Linked DNA regions of Mus musculus: all the other regions are linked to region 3. The links are chromatin contacts, called in public Hi-C and promoter capture Hi-C maps. All regions are on one chromosome and are shown on one strand. The core of a region is the stretch at or near the end of the contact, and the rest is flanking DNA. Distances in the headings are between cores, read along the strand shown. Region 1 holds the start of Dstn (destrin). Region 2 holds the start of Mgme1 (mitochondrial genome maintenance exonuclease 1). Region 3 holds the start of Tasp1 (taspase, threonine aspartase 1).

Evidence for each region. Promoter capture Hi-C pulls out the DNA fragments that hold promoters and counts their contacts. Hi-C and Micro-C count contacts between places; a contact is called where the count stands out from the background.
Region 1: a promoter capture Hi-C map of pre-B cells shows a contact between it and region 3, with 2.5 times the contacts expected there. The contact joins the promoter of Dstn here to the promoter of Tasp1 in region 3. A contact is called at or near these places in 2 of 39 promoter capture datasets (cranial neural crest and pre-B cells).
Region 2: a contact with region 3 is called in a Hi-C map of B cells, with 5 read pairs. The contact joins the promoter of Mgme1 here to the promoter of Tasp1 in region 3. A contact is called at or near these places in 2 of 484 Hi-C or Micro-C datasets (B cells and CD4 T cells).

Annotation. Positions count from the first base shown.
Region 1 is chr2:143,912,711-143,916,871 of GRCm38.p6, forward strand. It overlaps Dstn (destrin), which reads left to right and starts at 2,621. Exons shown (of 4, transcript NM_019771.2): 1 at 2,621-2,937. The coding sequence starts at 2,935. It also overlaps a transcript of Bfsp1 not described here.
Region 2 is chr2:144,269,372-144,273,204 of GRCm38.p6, forward strand. It overlaps Mgme1 (mitochondrial genome maintenance exonuclease 1), which reads left to right and starts at 1,533. Exons shown (of 5, transcript NM_028984.5): 1 at 1,533-1,701; 2 at 2,544-3,113. The coding sequence starts at 2,609. It overlaps Snx5 (sorting nexin 5), which reads right to left and starts at 1,531. Exons shown (of 14, transcript NM_001199188.1): 1 at 1,330-1,531; 2 at 1,006-1,088. The coding sequence starts at 1,056.
Region 3 is chr2:140,065,308-140,069,607 of GRCm38.p6, forward strand. Tasp1 (taspase, threonine aspartase 1) reads right to left here and starts at 1,498. Exons shown (of 14, transcript NM_001159640.2): 1 at 1,447-1,498.

The sequences.
Region 1 (4,161 bases), core at 1,371-3,870, 3.8 Mb after region 3:
ACAGCGAGATCGAAATAGTTTTCTCTTAGGTTTTGACAGGGTTATGACCCCTGGCATAGGCGTTTTCTCCTGACTATTAGTCCGAAGCTCTCTGAGGTCTCACTAGTATATAATTTATTCTTCTCTGCTACTCATATTAGTGAATTCAAATGAAATCACTCCTGTGTTCAAAGATCCAGTGCCCAAAAACTTTCTAAATGAGACAAATGGCACCCACCCATCTCCTATTCACTGACATTTATGCCTTGCTGAGCTGCTGTGATAGACTGACTTACTGTAAACAGAACAACAGCAACTTCTCATGGTTCTGTAAGCTTGGGAAGTCCAGTATCAAGGGACCAGTAGATTCAGTGTCTGGTGAGGAACCATCCCCTGCCCCACCCCAGGGTTTCTCTGTGTAGCCCTGGCTATCCTAGAACTTGCTCTGTAGACTAAGACAAGGCTGGCCTCGAACTCAGAGCCCTGCCTGCCTCTACTTCCCAGTGCTGGCATTAAAGGCGTGGGCCACTACTGACCGGCAGAACCATTTCTTTATTCATACACTGCGATCTTCTCCCACTCTTGTAAGCTCTGACCTGACAACCTAGGTTAGCTTAAAGACCGACTTTCAAATAGTATTACATCACATTGGGAATTAGGTTTCAACATTTGGTCAATATAGCATTTTATTAAAATTTGATCCTTCTCAGAATGAGAAGAATAAAAATAGCTAGAGCAACTGGGGGTAAATGTGGGGGTTAAAGTTCGGTGGGAGTTCATTTGAGGTTACGGTGAGCAGATACATTAATTTGTCTGACAAATCCTAAACCATCTTCAGATACTGGCTCACTTAGGAAAACATTTATTAAACATGTAGCACATTGATGGGCTGGGCCCCTTCATGTAGAACGCACCCCAAATTTCTGTCTTTCTGGGACTCCCAGTTTGATCTGGGAACAGTGGCAAATATATTAAAAAAAAAAACAGTTCATAGCCACAAAACATCCATGAAAGCCCAAGAAAGGTGTCCCCTCCCCGTTCCCTGATTTCCATGAAGTTAATGATTATGGAAAGACATAAAACGGATTCGCTGGAAATATGTCAAAAAAAAAAAAAATCCAGGCTGGCAGGTGATAGGAACACAGTTACTGGGCAAATCCATAAGGAGAGGGAGTGAGGCTAGAGGCAGAGGAGCCAGAGAGACTTGCTTAAGATTCTGGAAGAAGCTGGGTGGTGGCGGCGCACGCCTTTAATCCCAGCTCTTGGGAGGCGGATTTCTGAGTTCGAGGCCAGCCTGGTCTACAAAGTGAGTTCCAGGACAAAAAAAAAAAAAAAAAAAAAAAAAAAAATCTGGAAGAAGGCACAGAAAATTTTATGCAGTAAACAGCATTCTTGTATTTGGACAGGATTGTGGAGGACGAAACACCAATGATAGGTTGAACCGTCCTTAAATGAAGTCTCATTTAGTGGGGTCAGAGTCCTGAGCAGAAAAAAACAAAAAACCAACCCCAAAAAAAAACAAAAATAAGCCAGAAGGGTTCGGGCTGCAGCTGGATGTAGGTTCTTTCTCTTCAGTGTGATTACCAATTATTAATACCAAAGACTTGTTAAAAGGGCAAACTCTTAGGTTACATTCTAGGTGCACGGAGCCAGAACTAAGAAATCTTTGAGCAAACTCTCCAGGTGATTCTGACGCCACTGCCGTAGCCTGCCAAACACCCCGTGGCAATGCAGTAAGGGATTAGAATTGCCACGACTTGCCTTTAATCTTAAGAAAGAAACAAAACCCTTAAAACTAATGGGAACCGCGGTTTGCTACCTAGGGTAGATTTTTTTTATATAGCGCCCAGAAAACAGAAACAAAGAAAAACAACGATCATGTTGCCCAAAAGCCTTCTTAGATAATTAAGACTTTTTTTATAGAGATCCTGATGTTCTCGTTGCCTAAATTCAGTTCAAAAGTGAGGTGATCATCCCACGTCTTACGAGTTCCTTTTATTCGCTACAAAAACACCCGGAGAAAACAAGGCTAGGATTGCGGGTGGCCCTGTGGAAGCAGTATTTCCGTGCAACCGCCCTTTAGGAAAACACAATTCCCCAATGAGAAACCCCCAAGCGCAGCGGCGGGGCCCGGCCCACAGTCCCGGGCCACGCGGCGTCCCCCACGCACCCCCCGCGGGCCACTGGGCCTCCTCCCAGCCCGCTCAGAAGATAAACAAATCACTCCTGTTTTCCAGTCCTGGAATAAGCGCTGACTCACACAGCACTTTGATCAGCCACGGTCGCCTCAGGAAGGAGGAAAACTGTGCAGATTTTTCCCTCTCACGCGACGGCCCGAAGTGCCGCGCTGACCAATCAGGACTGGGTGGTGGGAACAGCACCAAAGTAGGTAAAAAAATGCGGGTCGCGGTCCCTGAGAGCCGTTTTGAGAGTTCTCGTCGCCAAGCAGAGCACCCGCCCACCGGCATTCGCCCCGCCCACTCCGCGCCGGGGCCCCGCCCCTAGCGGCGCGCACACCTGGCCAGGTGGCGACTTCCATGTATGGGCAAAGGCCGCGCGGTAGGCGGGGCATCGCGTGGTCCCGCCTCCAGGGCAGGGCCAGATTCCCCGGAGCGTCCTGTGTCCACCCTTCACGGAGCAGCAGCCCGGGCGCTCCTCTGGGCGGGGAACCCATGCACTCCCCTTAACTGGAGAGGGGTTTCCAGTTGTCTGGAGACTATTGGGACTCCTGGGTGGGGCCTGTCTGGGGAGGCCGGCCTGTTGCGTAGCAACGGTGGGCGGAGCGAGGGGCGCGCGCAGCCGCAGTCTGGCTGGAACTCGTGCCCGCCCTTAATAAGCTCGAGCTGCCGCGTCCGCCCTGCGCCTGCTCTCCTGCTTTTGCTACCCGGAGGACGAAGGTGCACAGACTTTGCCGTCAGGCTCCTAGCTCTCCTCCCGAAGTCCGCCCCAGCGAACATGGTGAGTGATCCTCGGGCGTGTGCTAAGGGAGGGGTCGGTTCCAAGGCAGCTCCTGGGCGGCATCATGCCCACCGTTCCAGGCCGCCGCCCGGGATCCCCTTCGGCCCGGCCTCGCTGCCTTCGATCCCGAAGTCGGTAGATCCCCGGGATGGGCGGCCGAACCTGAGACCATCCGTGTGGGCGCGGTTTTCTCCAAGGCCAGCTTGGTGACCCGTGAGCTTTTCCAGCCCTTTTTACTGAGAAGGAAAAGGATTTTATTGAACACTCTAGAGGGCGGAGTAATTGCTAGTGAGCGTGATTAAGAACCGGGTGGCCTTGCCGTGGCTTTGTTTGTCGTATCTGGCAATCAGCTTCAGTGGCACTCTCGTTGGGCTTGTCAAGCTTGGCAGTGGCTCTTTTAACCCTTCCCTGCCGGGTCCATTCATCCATGCTAGAAATTTGCCTTTACCTGAGAACAAGGCTTTACCACAACTTTGGGTGCAAGTCCTGGACATGATGTTGTTGCTTTTCAGATGCAAATTTAAAAACTTTCAGAAAGCCCGTATAATTACTCCAGCCCTTTAAAAAGAGAAACATTCGTTGTATTGAGATGGTAGAGATTTTGCTTAATTTACAAACTTCTCTACCTCCAAAGTGTTACTCAAATCGGTTGTAAAACAGTATCTCAACTGGGCGATCAGGTGGAACATTTTGTCACTGTAGTCTGCACAATGTTACCATTTTTGGTCAATGATTTGCTGGCAAGGCCTTGCCTCACTGCTAGAAATACTATCCTGTTGCTACATCTGTGCGCCGGGAAACAGTTGGTACCCACTTATCTGTCTACAGAGTGTTTTCACTGAATAACAACTTTGGTTTTTTCTTAGGATATAGCAACTGGCTTGCAGGTGCAGGCTGGCTCATTAGATTAAATGGATAGTTTTCTTGAAAACGGACCATGCTTAGCTGTGCCTTGATATTAAGTCATGTTTGGGTTTAATGCTATGAGCTACAAATATTTCAGACCTTGAAGTCTGTTGAACCTCAGCAAGATTTTAAGTGTATGTATATGTTGATTTATAGTAAAGACTAAATCCAAAGGTTTTGAGTGCTGATAAACTTTTAAATTTGAGCACTCAGTGTAATAAAGTGAACTGGTGTCTGCTCTCCAGTCTTCTTTTAGTTGAGAATGCAAAAGTATTTAAAACAGGGCCAAACATTCTAAACGTAAAAGCTTGGCTTTAA
Region 2 (3,833 bases), core at 283-2,782, 4.2 Mb after region 3:
AAAACACCTCGCACAAAGCTCTATTTCAATACAATACCCTTGTTGGAACAATCCAACTGGTTGGTGCGCCAGAGACCGGTATTTACTTACTAGATAAAAAGTTTGCGCCGGACGTGGTGGCGTATGCCTTTAATCCCAGCACTTGGGAGACGGATTTCTGAGTTCGAGGCCAGCCTGGTCTACAAAGTGAGTTCCAGGACAGCCGGGGATATACAGAGAAACTGTCTCGAAAAACAAAAACAAAAACAAAAAAAAAAATGTTTGCCCATTCAAAGGTACTTAAAATGAAATCTTAATTCAGCTCTTATTAAAATCTAAGAGCTCCCATATTACTGACGATTTTGTCCACAAAACTGACTCATAACCTACCTGTGCGGTGGAAAATTCAAGTTTAAAGAGCCAATAAAAGTAGAATCCTTTATTGCCCGTATAGCAATCCCTGTTTATTGCATTAGTCCTCAAGATATTTGCAGCCCGAGGGTTATATCAACACACAGGATTTACTAAAAATTACAACTCCCACGAGGACACATTTAGCGTTCCCAAGTTGCAAAAACCATGCTACATACAGATACTCGTTAGAAATCTCCCCACTATTTTAAACGAAAAGGCCATTTTCTTAAAAGGAGATAGGAATAGCAAACGAAACTTTGATCCACTTTCCAATTACCATGTAGTCGATTTAAGTTTTAGGAGCAAAAGAAAAAAGAAAAAAAAAAAAACCACGCTCCTAAGGGCTTCAGAGGATTAGCCTCAGTCGAATGACTGGCAGAGCGTCGGTCAGCTTCCCACCGAGAGCTCAAGAAGTGGGGTCCCACTTGTCTGGGTCTCCTTGGTCAGAGAATGAGCGTGCAGAGACACCCCGTTGGAAAGCCATCTCTAAAGGGGTGGTTGAGGGAAAACCTCGGGATCTTGCTGGGGTCCGAGCCCCAGAGAAGATCCACCCAGCCCAAGGAGGCCGGCGGGAACCTCCAGCCCAGGTAGCGAGCGAGGAAGGGATCTCACCTTGCTGCGGTCCTCCTCCTGCTGCTCCAGCAACTCGGGAACCGCGGCCATGGCGACGCGGGCCTCGAGCAGGGGCCGTGTGGCTGTGCGAGGAAAGAAGAGGCTGGGCCGCCGCCGGGGCGCCTTTCAGGGGCGGCCGCGGCCCCGCCTCCGCCGGCCTCCTTGCCGGACGGCGGCTGGAGGCCGCGGGACTCCGCCACCATCCCAGCAGCCCCGGGCGCAGGCCAGCGAGCGGCACGCCACGTGCTCCCCCAGTGCGGCCTCCCCCGTCCCCGCGGCCGTCCATCTTGGAGCCGGGCAATAGAAGCTACGCGGGGAGCCTACCCTCGCTCCGCGCCACGCGGACACCAGCACCGGAGGGCCGCGACGGGAACGCGGGCTCCGAACCCTCCGCCGGCGAGGCACGCCTCGAGAAAGGACGCGCACCGCGGCCCGGGCAATTTATGGCTCAGCCAGAGTCCAAGATGGCGAGCGGCGGTGACGTGCGCGAGATCTCGTGAGCGCGACAACGCGCGGCTTGACGGCGCCCGCGCTTCTGCTTCGGGGGCGTGGAGGGGATGGCGCCTCACAGGTGCGACGGGAACGCCGTAGTGCATGCTGGGGCCGCCTCGCTTTGGGAAAGCGCGGGACCGATGAAAGTACGGGTCCCGAGAGGGTTGTTTGCGGGCTGGGTGTTACAGCGTGGTGGCATCTCAGGTACAGCTAGAACCCTGCCGCTGACCGACCTTCTATTTAAATACTCTCTTCCCTATCCAAACTCGGGCACGAAGGGCCACGCTTGTCCTGTCGCAGCCATGGGAGACACCTGCAGAGATCATTTTCTGGAATTAACGTTGGATGGGCTGTGCAGACCCACTTGCGACATGTCCCGAGTCTGGACCACGAGGTCACAGTAGCACCCACTTTTTAAAGGGCGGCGTGAGGAATAGATGAGCGATGCCCATACAGAATATTTAGTAAGAGTTTGGTATGTAGATGTAGGTGTTTAACTGTTAATTAAGACTTGTGAATTTGTTGGGGGGGGGCAGATTGTAGTTGTTTTGTTTCTAGAGACAAAGCCAAGCTAACCCAAAATCTCAATTTCATACTGCCTCAGCCACCCAAGTAACTTAAGTTTCCTGGTCTATGCCTCCAGGCCTTGTCACATTCAGATTTAAGGTGTCATATCCGAAACGGCCAACACATTAACATTGAACAAAAGCCACTTACAATTTTCATGAATCTTACTTGGGAATGATTTTCTCTTTTTTTTTGGAAACGTCAAAAGTTTAGTGTATGCACTTTTAATGTTCTTGTGGGTTTTTTTGTTTTTGTTTTTTGGTTTTTTGAGTCAGGGTTTCTCTGTGTAGCCCTGGCTGTCCTGGAACTCACTTTGTAGACCAGGCTGGCCTCTAACTCAGAAATCCACCTGCCTCTGCCTCCCAAGTGCTGGGATCAAAGGCGTGCGCCACCACACCCGGCTCTTGTGTGATTTTCAATTTGATGGTTTTAATATAGAAAATGTCTTAAACCTAACACCACTTTTTTTTTTTTTTCAGATACGAACAGAACACACTTTTAAACTTTCCAGACTAGAGAAAAGTTAGAGGGGCGAAGTCTAAAAATGAAACTGCCTCTGACCTTCTGCAGGCTGCTTAGCAGGTTAAACAGATTTTCTGTAAAAGCAAGCCCTCCTGTGAGTTTCTCCACTTTCTCTTATTTGTGTAGCCAGAAGAAGAAAAACTCTTACGAAGCAGTAGACCAAGCGAAGTACTCTCGTTTAGTACGCTCTGTCTTGTCCAGAGGCCCGGCCCAGACTCCAGAGTCGTTGTTCAAGGAAGATGATGTACTGTATGGACCAGTGAGTAAGCATAAGGCTGCAGAGCCGGAGCCACAGGCCAGAGTCCCACAACACTGCTTTCCTATCTTCAATGAAGAGAGAACCGGGAAACCACACACAGATGCTTCTTCAAGCCCTTTGAAGATCCCTTTGCAAAGGAACTCGATACCCAGTGTGACCCGCATCCTTCAGCAGACCATGCCACCTGAACAGAGCTTCTTTTTGGAGAGGTGGAAAGAGCGGATGGTTCTGGAGCTGGGAGAAGACGGGTTTGCAGAATATACTTCAAGTAATTATCTTGCTTCTGGTTATGTGTGGTCACTGGTTTTTAGGAGATAGAGCATTCCTGTCAGAAGAATGGAGCTTAAAAAAAAATCTTACTGAGGAAGTACTTTCAAATAGCATTTCATGTCTGCTAATTTGCTTAATCTTCGTAGATACTATTAACTGTAGTTCACACTTAAAGAAATGGAAATAACAGAGATCAAATTATTTGACAAACTTGCATAATTTATAAACAACCTATCAATTCTTTTCCATCTCTTGACAAAAGTCTAGGGTTTTTTTGGTTGGTTGGTTGGTTTTTGGTTTTTCGAGACAGGGTTCTCTGTTTAGCCCTGGCTGACCTGGAACTCACTCTGTAGACCAGGCTGGCCTCGAACTCAGAAGTCCGTCTGCCTCTGTCTCCCAAGTGCTGAGATTACAGGTATGTGCCACCGCTGCCCTGCCAAAAGTCTAGTTTTTAAATAGTTTTTCTTGCTCAGAATGTAATGGTTACCCATTGTTCTACTAGTCAGTATCATTTGACTAGCCACAATCCAGAACTCCCAATCCCCGCTTATAGTTTGGTAAATTGAACTGATCAAATGTTCTTGGCTAGGAAATGGTTAAATAACCTTCAGCCTTCAACTCTCTTGTTTTTAAAAATGTGACCAGTTCTTAGAGAATCTGGTACAGTGTGTTTTGATCACATTGGCAGGCAGGCATCAGCTCCTGACTCATTAGACAA
Region 3 (4,300 bases), core at 248-2,747:
ATGCTCACCCAGCATGTGTGCGGGTCCATCCCCAGAATCAATGGGGGGGGGGGTAACATAAACACAAAGGAATGAGGCATTATTACATAGCTATGGACAAATCTTGAAAACATTATGCTCACTGAAAGAAGCTAGACACAAAAGGACACCTGTTACATACTTCTATTTACTTAAACCGTACAAAACAGAAAGATACATACTAAACCATGGATCAGAAGTTGGGGGAAACTGGAGAAGGGTAAGTAACTGTACTGGGCACAAGATATCTGGGGAAGGTGATAAAAATTGGTCTGGAACTAGACAGCAACGACATACATACAACTTTTGAATCCTTAAAATGAGAGAGGGGGAGAGAGAAGCTTACAATTTAAGAGGATTTTGGTACTGTGTTGATTACACCTCAATAAGAAAAAAAATAAAATAACCAGGGTTGGAAAGACAGCTCGGCAATAAAGAGCACTTGCTTCTAGCGGACCTGAGTAAGTTCCTAGCACCACTCGCTGGCTTACATCCATCCTTGATTCCCCCAGATGCCCTCTACTGGCCTGCACGGATATGCCCATGCTCGCGGTGCAGACATTATGATGCAAGCAGTCACACACATAAACTAAAATAACCCTCTCCCCTCCCCCAAAAAAAGGCAAAACCAATCTATCCGTGCAATGAATGCAACATATACAAAACTGCAATTTCTAGTTTTAACCATATTATACACATACACTTGTCGGTGACATCTACAACACCTAAGAAATTATAAAGCACAAAATCCTTAGTGGCGGCAACTATGTTAATCTCTTGTTCTGCAATTCCCAAGCATTTTCTAATAACCACGGCCACTGCTTCTAATAACCAAACGCCTGAGTGCGTAAGATAAACTCCCTTAGCTTGTTATTCAAAGAAAGGTCTTGGTTCAATGGCCCCCAATAAACCTTCCCTTCCTCTCCTCGGTATAATTAAGTTGAACTCGGAGGAATCCCTATGCCTTCTACTTCAAAACACCTCCAGTTTACAGCTACTCGCCCGCCTCTCCAGCATCTTCACTGACTCAGTCCTAGCCACCTCTACACTGACTGGATGCTACATGTCCCTCGGGACGCTAACCCGGGCTCTAACAGACTCAGGGAAGCTCTGACCCCACCGCGACATCTGTCTGTGACACATCCCGGGCCCGCTGTGGACCTGGGACACGTGAGTTCCCTGTAGCCTGGGACTGCACAGCGCGCGAAGAGCTCCGAGAACTCCGCAGCCAAGGGAACTGGCGGCCCCCACGCGTGACCACAACTCCGGGCCGGGGAATCCGTGGGGCCCTGCGCCGGGCCGGACAGGTGGCGCCGTGAGAGCCGTCCCGAGCGGTGGCGTGAGGACGCCACGCGGGCCTGCCGGACCATACGGAGACCGAGGCTAGGCAGCGGCGACGCGGACAGCGTCAGAACGAGGGACACTCACCCGCGTCAGCGCAGAGCACTCACACACAGGAAGTAGTCGTTCGCCCGTTGCCAGGGTGAGGAAGCGGGAGTGGCGTAAAGCCTTTCCATTGGTCGACGTGCACACGTGGCCGGAAGCAGACGCCCCGCGAGCCTGAGTCCTAATCGCCTAGGCTATAGCGTCTCTCTCTTTAAGCGTTTGAGCTGAGACACTCCGCGGTTATTTCTGGCTTCTGATATCTGAGGGTTTTTTAAAATATGTATTTATTGGCCTATTGGGGGTTTGTTTGTTGTCATAGCTATACAATCGCCGTTGCCCACCTTGCTTTCATTGTGCTCGGTAATTAGCTTTGAGGATGTGTCTACCTGTTACCCACGAAGTTGACTGACGAGCGGGTTGCACGTTATGAAAATAGTAGCCATCATTGATGAGGGCGTTGCAGAAGAACCCTTCCCTCATCCATGTAGCCTTGACCCCTATGGAAAAGCAGGATTCAACCTAGGTTTTGTTTAAGTGGGAGTCAGAAAAGGTAGTTAGTCTTTAACTGTCCAAGATCAAAGACCAAGAGCCAGTAGCAATCCTTGTAACTAGTATCAAGAATGGTTTGACAGCCTGTTTGTGGGGAGCAGAGATTAGAAGGAATAGAACACTGCAGGTTAGGTATCAGTCGTCTGAGATACTTGAGAAGTATTTGGGAATTTTCTTTTCTTCAAATTTTGAAATACTTGCTTATACATAATAAAACGTCCTGGGTGATAGGTTATTTCTCCAACGGTGAAATGAGCCAATTCAAACCAATTAAGATTATATTAAAGGCAGAATATTGGGAAGTTGCTTTCAGGGGAGTTCACTGGCCCCAAGGATTGAGGCCAGGGGAGCATTGGAGGTGAGAGAAGAGAAGGAAAACAAGGGAGACCAAAATATCTTGATTATAGAGGGAAGAGCCTCTGGGGGAAGGGCAGCTCGGCCGCTGGACTGGAAAGTTCAGGGTTGGGGCAGGGTTCGCCAAGAAGGGACTGAGGGATGCTGAGTGAAACTGAAGTTCAGGTGTGCTTTGGTATGTAAAATATGCGCCTCAGTCCCTTGTCCCTGGTCCCAAACCAAAGCAGTGGATGAGACTCCAGTTGCAAAAATACTCAGCTGTATTTCATGCAGACCTTATACACAGAGACTAAAGGTAATTTTGTAACGCATTTTTAAATAGTTTTGTGCACAGTGTGGGAGCAGCTGAGGTTTTGGATTTTTAGATGAGATGTTTCAGCATGTATTTTCACATGTATCCTATGTGAGGTCTCAGACCAGCAGTTTAGAATTACCTAAACTCTTACTTAAAAATGCAAATTCTTAGAATCCACCTAAATGAATGTTTGTTGTTTTGTTTTGTTTTGTTTTTTCCGAGACAGTGTTTCTCTGTATAGCCCTAGTGGTCCTGGAACTCACTTTGTAGACCAGGCTGGCCTCAAACTCATATCCGCTTATCTCTCTGCCTCCCTAAAGGCTGGTCTTTTAACAAGCCCTTTGGGTAAATGTAACGCACCTAAAGCATTACTGGATTGTGGAATTTCTTGGTTTAATCTTAGCGGTGGAGCAGGAAGGGTGATAAGCCCGACGCCCCAGAAGAGGAGAGCAACCAATAACGGGGCTTTTAGATGATCAAGAACGAAGTGCAAGAAGGCAGTTTGAGGATGAGGAGTTTAGTGATTTTTATCCTGTCATCCCTAGATTAAAATATGTGAATTGAAAAAAAAATTCATCTGCTGGTAATCCCAAACACATAATTAATAATTCTTATATTGTTTAAGATATCTTCTTAATAATTTTCTTTTATGGGTAAAAATTAAGAGACAGTTATGAAATTTATCTGTGTAAGCAGCACATAAGATTTGAAAGGGAATGTAGAGAACAGTAAGGAAAAAAATTCTTTAGAACTTTTTTTCAGATTTTGTTTTTTGTTTTGTTTTTGTTTTTCGAGACAGGGTTTCTCTGTGTAGCCCTGGCTGTCCTGGAACTCACTCTGCAGACCAGGCTGGCCTCGAACTAAGAAATCCGCCTGCCTCTGCCTCCCAAGTGCTGGGATTAAAGGCATGCGCCACCACGCCCGGCCAGATTTTTTTTCATTTAATGTATATGAATACACTGTTGCTGTCTTCAGACATACTAGAAGAGGGCATCAGATCCCATTACAGATGGTTGTGAGCCACCAAGTGGTTGCTGGGAATTGAACTCAGGACCTCTGGAAGAGCAGTCAGTGCTCTTAATTGCTGAGCCATCACTCCAGCCCAGAAGGAAAAAAAAAAAAAAAAAATTCTTAATGGTTTAGTTAGTGAATGGTAGCCATAAAGTAGAAGTTAACAGCAAGGATTCTAGAAACAGAAGAATCAGTGTTTATATATCTGTGTTCTACCACTTAACTAAAACATTGAACGATTTGCTTTATCTTCCTACTATTTAATTTCCACATTTGTAAAATGAGGATTAAAAATTGTTGTGTGTGCCAGGCGGTGGTGGCGCATGCCTTTAATCCCAGCACATGGGAGGCAGAGACAGGCGGATTTCTGAGTTCAAGACCAGCCTACTCTACAAAGTGAGTTCCAGGACAGCCAGGGCTATACAGAGAAACCCTGTCTCGAAAAACCAAAAAAAAAAGAAAAGAAAAGAAAAAAATTGTTGTGTGGCTGGGCAGTGGTGGCACACACCTTTAATCCTAGCACAGAGAAACCCTGTCTCGAAAAACCAAAAAAAAAAGAAAAAGAAAAGAAAAAAAATTGTTGTGTGGCTGGGCAGTGGTGGCACACACCTTTAATCCTAGCACAGAGAAACCCTGTCAAGAAAGAAAGAAAGAAAGAAAGAAAGAAAGAAAGAAAGAAAGAAAGAA